Regions from separate parts of the Drosophila melanogaster genome. Here region 2 is linked to region 1. Evidence: chromatin contacts called from public Hi-C data. All regions are on one chromosome and are shown on one strand. The core of a region is the stretch at or near the end of the contact, and the rest is flanking DNA. Distances in the headings are between cores, read along the strand shown. Region 1 holds the start of CG8939. Region 2 holds the start of SMC3 (Structural maintenance of chromosomes 3).

Region 1 (3,267 bases), core at 448-2,947:
ATATGGTTTTTTAATTGACACAGTCTCCTGCTTTTTAACAATATATGCATGCAGGATGTATTAAGAAGTCGACAATTGAATAATGGCCTAATTAAGAATATTTTTTGCCCGAACATAAAACGAAAAGTTTGCTCGCTTTTTTTTTTTAATTCACAATCAATTGAAATGGAAAGCATGTTGTTTGTGGCATGTCAACTGTAAAATACATAAATACGTAATAATTCGCTTAAGCGATTATAATTTGATCAACGTTCTTTAAAAAGGGTTAATAACCAATGCAGTGACTTTTTCTGCATAGCCCCATTTAGCTTATATATTAACCATCGAAAACATATGCAAAGAAACTCGATTAAACTGGTAGTATACGAATATTTTCACAACGAGTGGAGGAGGCACAAGTTTCAGAGCTATTATTTTGACCGCAGCTGTGTATAAATATATTTTAATACATTTACCTACATTTGCGGGTATATACAAATATTGCATGTAAATCATACTATGACGATTCTTTTTTGGCTACAGTACGTATACGACAGCAAAATAGTGTTTACTGAATTTAAAACTGTACGAAATTTTTAAAAACTTGAACAATACGAAAATACGAAACTAAACCATGTATACGATGTATATCAAATAAATAAATAATACATGTTGTTGTTATCCGCACACACGTCAACTAATTACAAAAATATTTTGAATGTAAAAACGGAAAAGAAAAGTCTTGGATAAACAAAATGTCACATTTCTATCGAAGGACGAATTGTATTATTTAACAGCTTATAACATTTAATAGATTTATTAACGTGTATTTTAAAAGTCTCAAAACAATTGTTTGTTTCTTACATCCTAAAAAGTATTAAACATTAAATCTTAATGGATTTCTTGCTATAAAAACGAACTTCCCAACTTAATTGCATTATAAAATCAAGAACAAATTCGTCTTTCGCTTAGTAAGAAGTGTACACTACTCTTTGCCCCCAATTAAAACGGATATGAAAACAGATTATTTGAAAGTATACAAAACGATTATAATTTTAAATGATAAATAACATATGTCTTTGACAGACTTTCGCTCACATTACGGTCAAATGAAACCATTCAATGTATTTCAGTAAGTAAGGTACTGCATTAAACATTTTGGATAACAATAGAAAAATATATAAATACACAACTTTACACAAATAACTTAATAAATCAAAACGAAGTATTAATTAATGGTTTTTTGGGAGTATTAAAGAAAAGGGCGTTATCCTTTGCAGATAATCTATACACGTAATAGAAAGAGATGGAGCATCTGTAGATACACTTGCTCTTCTTTAATTAAAACTATCTGGCTCACAGATAGAAATCATTCTTTTATGTGGGGTTGGTCAATAAAAACAGAAGAATTTTAATTTTTTAGATTTTTGGCAGCTGTAAAACAGACAAAAAATTTTAATTTTAGGCGTATTTTATTTTTATTATGGTTCATTACGGCTTAATGTACTTCACCCCACATCTTACAGTTATTCCCAAAAGTGTGTAGTAATTTATATAAATCACTTTGATCGACCAATTTTAAATTTATAAATAATAAAGTAGAAATTTTAAAAAAATTCACCCGCTGCCCCAATGCATTCCACAATTTAAGAACACGTTCCACTTATCTAGCACTCAATCGCCGCTACCTTGACGCGCATGCTGGCACTGCCCGGAATACTTTGAATTGTCAATACGGCCACACTGTTGGCAACACGTGCACGAATTCGACATTTGATTTGAATTCGTTTTGATTTTTATCGTAATTGTACGAAAAGCCAGCAGCAATGGGCAAGAAGACGAAAGTTGGAAAGACGCGCAAGGATAAGTTCTACCAGTTGGCCAAGGAGACGGGCCTGCGATCGCGTGCCGCCTTCAAATTGATCCAGCTGAATCGCAAATTCGGTTTCCTCCAACAATCGCAAGTATGTTTGGATTTGTGCGCAGCTCCCGGTGGCTGGATGCAGGTGGCCAAGCAGAATATGCCGGTGTCCAGCATTGTGATCGGCGTGGATCTCTTTCCCATCCGTCCCATTGCCGGCTGCATTGGTCTCGTCGAGGACATCACCACCGAGAAGTGCCGCCAATCGCTGACCAAGGAGCTGCAATCGTGGAAGGCCGATGTTGTGCTCCACGACGGTGCTCCCAATGTGGGTAGGAACTGGCTGTACGATGCCTATCAGCAGATCTGTCTCACCCTCAACGCGCTCAAGTTGAGCACACAGTTTCTGCGCAACGGCGGCTGGTTTGTGACGAAGGTTTTCCGCTCCAAGGATTACAATGCCCTGCTCTGGGTGCTCAAGCAGCTGTTCAAGAAGGTGCACGCCACCAAGCCGAGTGCGTCGCGTAAGGAATCCGCCGAGATATTCGTCGTCTGTCAGGGCTACCTGGCGCCCGATCACATTGATCCCCGTCTCCTGGACTCGAAGTATGTGTTCGAGGAGCTGGATCTCGATGCCAAAAAGAAGAGCAGCCTGCTGCATCCCGAAAAGCAAAAGCGCATCAAGGCCGAGGGCTATACGGCCCAGGATATTGCGCTGCGCAACGATCTGGCTGCCACAGAGTTCCTGAAGGCTGAAAATGCACTGGCTGCGCTGCAGGGCATCGGTTCGATTCGCATCGATGATCAGCGCATTGCCAATCACAAGAAGACCACGCCAGAGATTCTCGAGTGCTGCAAGGATCTGAAGGTATTGGGCCGCAAGGATATCAAGGGTCTCGTGCAATGGTGGAAGGATGTTAGGGAGTTGTTCGTTGAAAAGGAAACCCCACTGGTCGTCGGCAATGCCGCAGATGAGAAGCCCAAGCCATTGACGCAAGCGGAAATCGAGGACATGGAAGATGCCGAGCTGCAAACGCAAATTGAGACAATTGTCGAAGAGGAGAAGAAGGACTTGAAGCGTAAGCGTAAGAAGACGCTCAAGACCAAGGCGAAATTGCACGAGAAGATGAACCTTAATATGGTGATCAAGGGAGACGATGGTCCGGTCGAGGAAATGGAGCACGAAATCTTTGACCTCAAGAATATTCGCACCTCTGCCGAGCTTGACGAGCTGCTAGACGTGCAACCCGATTTTGCTGTCGATGAATCGCAGCCCGAGGAAACAAAGCTGCCAAAATACAAGTATTTCGACAAGGATGAGGGCAACATCAACGATGATCTAAACTATGACGATGACAATGATGAGGAGCAAAGCGAGGCCTCCGACGACGAGGATCAAATCAATGATAAGCAGGGCCTGGGCCTCA
Region 2 (3,267 bases), core at 503-3,002, 600 kb after region 1:
GCTGCTCCAGTTCCGATGAGTGCTCCTCGATCTTTTGACCCAGATCCTTTTCGGAGGTAGCGTCCTTCTTCAGATCCTCCACGAGTTTTGCGTGATGAGCGATTTTATCGCGCGTCTGTTTGCTAATTGACTTCAGCTCGTTGGTGATCCATTTGTCGCGATCCTCCCTAGAGGAGAACTGTGAACCGCGACCCTGCTTGGCGTAAAGCTCCTTGCGCTTCTGTTCCTTGAGCTGCAGCTCTCGGGAGCAGTCTTCCTCCTTGCGCTTCATCGCCTCGTATTTGGGCTTTACGTCGTCCAGTTCCTTTTCGCGTTCGGCTATCGTTACCTTAAGGTTCTTAAGCTCCTGGTCAGCCCGCTCCTTGGACTTGTTGTCGCCCTGAACCTCGTCATTTAGATCGACAATGGTTAGGTCTAGTTTCGTTTTCTCGCGCAGTAACTGTTGCTGCTCCGTCATCAGTACGGAGCGCTCCTCCTTTGTGCTCTGCACTTTCTTCTTTGCCTCTTTAAGGTTCTTTTGCACATCCTTGATCTTCTCTTGTGCCTTCTGAATCTCAATGTTGTAGATCTTCTTTTTGTCCGAGGACGACTTGCGCTGCAGCTGGAGCTCGTCGAGAGCCTTCTTGGTGTCCTTCAGCTCGGTTTCGTAGCGTATATACTCTAGCGTGCGGCGCGTCTTGTCCCACTTCTGGTACTCCTTTAGCTCTTCCTTCTCCTCTTCGAGCGTCTGGAGCCGATCCTCGATGGTCTTTAGGTACTCGCTGATTTTCTCCACCTTGCTGTCCGTCTCGCGCAATAGATTTAACGACTCCTCCTTCCGTTCGTCGTAAACACGCGTTCCCGCGACTTCGCGTAGCAGCTTGAGACGATAGGAATCGGCGGCAGTTGCCATCTGATTGATTTTGCCCTGCTTGACAATGTAGTAGGGATTTGAACTGGAAAAACCAGCCGATTCCAGCAGATTGACCACCTCATTGCGCGGCACCACCTTCTTGTTGAGGAAGTACTGGTCCTTTTTGGCGCCAATCACGCGCCGCAGAAAGATCTCTTCTTTGTCGATCTACAAAATAAGCGTAGCGTCAGTTATGAAGTGGCTAGAAATGTTTGCCTATAAGTTTGAATATTATGAGAAGATGCTATGAGCGGGTTGCTTTAGAGGATTTTGAGCGATATGTTACAACCATTGACTACATCTTCCAAGGCAGTAGAGTTCTTGCAAAGACTATGTTTTCTGGGTCACTTGGTTTGACTACTCACTGGAACTCGGTTGTCCGAGTTGTCGAAGATGATCTCCACATAGGCGGAGATGACGCGGGCACCTGTTCCCTCGTGCAGAAGCGACTGACGCTGCTCCGGCCGCAAGTGGGTGAACTCATCGCTTAGCACAAACTGGATGGCTGCAAAGTGGATGGGATAGCATTAGGGTCGATTAAATATGGTTAGCTGAACAGGCAGGCTGGAGCTGATACTAACCGTAGAAGAAGTTGCTCTTCCCGGAGCCATTACGTCCAACAACAACGTTATGGCGCTTGTCGAATGGTTCCACCACCGTCTGGTCCTTGTAACTCTTGAAGCCTTGTATAATAATCTGGAATTAACGGGTGGATTTCAGATCTTCGGTGTCCAATGGGTGGCCAGGAGCATGGCCGTCATTTCAACACTCACCTGCTTGATGTGCATCTTATTATATGCGATTTTTTGCACAAAATCGCGCTCTTTTTGTTTTACAACAAATACATAAATAATATCGACTCGGGCAGCGACTTATCGATGTTTGCGTTTCACTATCGATGTCATCGATATCCCAACTTTGAAAAACACTGGCTTGCAATCGAACCAAAAATTCAAATGATATAAAACAAAAAAATAATTTTAAATTTTACAACTAAAAGTGTCCATCAATAATGGTTTAAGAAGCAAACAAATAATTAATTTAATAAGGTAGTTTGAAGGTGTGAAATACTAAAACAACGATAGCCGACGTTATCGAATCGAATCGATTACTCTTGTTAAATTCACTCAGTACAGATATATTTTTATAGAAAGCCACTCGATTCATTCGATATAAATAAACACGGAACACCGTTTGTGTTTATTATATTACGACGTGTCTGTATTTTGACCCGTGCCCGAGGATCTGGAAAGTTCGCGATTGCCGCCAAAACAAGCAAGGACCCCATTCGGGTGTAGCAGGTGCAGGAGCAGGTGGACAGGAAACGGAGAAGCAGCTGAAGGAAACTCAAAGGAAGTGGTCACAGTGGGGAGAAGGAGCCCGTGAACTGAACCATCATCATTACCATCGAGCGCATTTAGGATGGCTGGGTCCGCACTGCGCCGCCTGATGGCGGAATACAAACGTGAGTCGAAAGTCCACAGGGCAGCAACAGCTTTCCCTTACCACCGCTCCGATCATCTCCAGAGTTAACACTTGACCCGCCCGAGGGCATTGTGGCCGGCCCCATCAGCGAGGACAACTTCTTCGAGTGGGAGGCACTGATTGCGTGAGTTAAGATCCCCGAACGATCGACACGGATCGGACAGATGTGGACAGATTAACCCATTAATTGCACTTTGCCCTTTGCAGCGGACCTGAGGGCACTTGTTTCGAGGGCGGAGTGTTTCCTGCCCGGCTCATCTTTCCGACCGACTATCCTCTGAGTCCGCCTAAAATGAAATTCACTTGTGACATGTTCCATCCCAACATATTCGCCGACGGGCGGGTCTGCATATCAATACTACACGCACCCGGCGACGATCCCATGGGCTACGAGCTATCCGCGGAGCGCTGGAGTCCTGTCCAGAGCGTGGAGAAGATTTTGCTTAGTGTGGTCAGCATGCTGGCGGGTAAGAAAAAAGTCACAATAAAGTCTTAAGGGCAATTCCAACGGGGGTATCTACTTCCAAGTTCATTTGTTCACTAGATTATATGGTTGATCATGCCGATAGTTCACTTCACTTGTTCATTCCTTAAGTTCAAACTGATGTCGTTCATTTTTGCCCACAGAACCCAACGATGAGAGCGGCGCTAATGTGGATGCAGCAATTATGTGGCGCGAACAGAGGGATGAGTTCAACGCCATCGCCCGACGGCTGGTGCGCAAAACTCTTGGTTTACCGGCGTAAATGGATCATGTGCGTCACCGTCAATACTTTCTACCCTGAACAACACGATTCCAACAACTCGCTAACCCATAGTTTTCTCAAAAATCCCTCGTTGAGCTAACCGACACAAGTTTCAAATTAGCAAAAATGAAGAACCTAACGTCA

Evidence for each region. A called contact is a pair of places that touch in the nucleus more often than the background predicts.
Region 2: a contact with region 1 is called in a Hi-C map of the Kc167 cell line, with 1.9 times the contacts expected there. The contact joins the promoter of SMC3 here to the promoter of CG8939 in region 1. A contact is called at or near these places in 5 of 107 Hi-C or Micro-C datasets (the Kc167 cell line, the S2 cell line, brain and 1 more).

Annotation. Positions count from the first base shown.
Region 1 is chrX:15,995,319-15,998,585 of dm6, forward strand. CG8939 reads left to right here and starts at 1,698. Exons shown (of 2, transcript NM_132871.3): 1 at 1,698-3,267. The coding sequence starts at 1,806. exd (extradenticle) reads left to right here. Exons shown (of 5, transcript NM_001272663.2): 5 at 1-1,191.
Region 2 is chrX:16,591,687-16,594,953 of dm6, forward strand. SMC3 (Structural maintenance of chromosomes 3) reads right to left here and starts at 1,753. Exons shown (of 5, transcript NM_078650.3): 1 at 1,666-1,753; 2 at 1,474-1,588; 3 at 1,258-1,397; 4 at 1-1,060. The coding sequence starts at 1,680. Ubc7 (Ubiquitin conjugating enzyme 7) reads left to right here and starts at 1,991. Exons shown (of 4, transcript NM_001298405.1): 1 at 1,991-2,357; 2 at 2,420-2,501; 3 at 2,585-2,844; 4 at 3,005-3,267. The coding sequence starts at 2,315. The coding sequence ends at 3,123.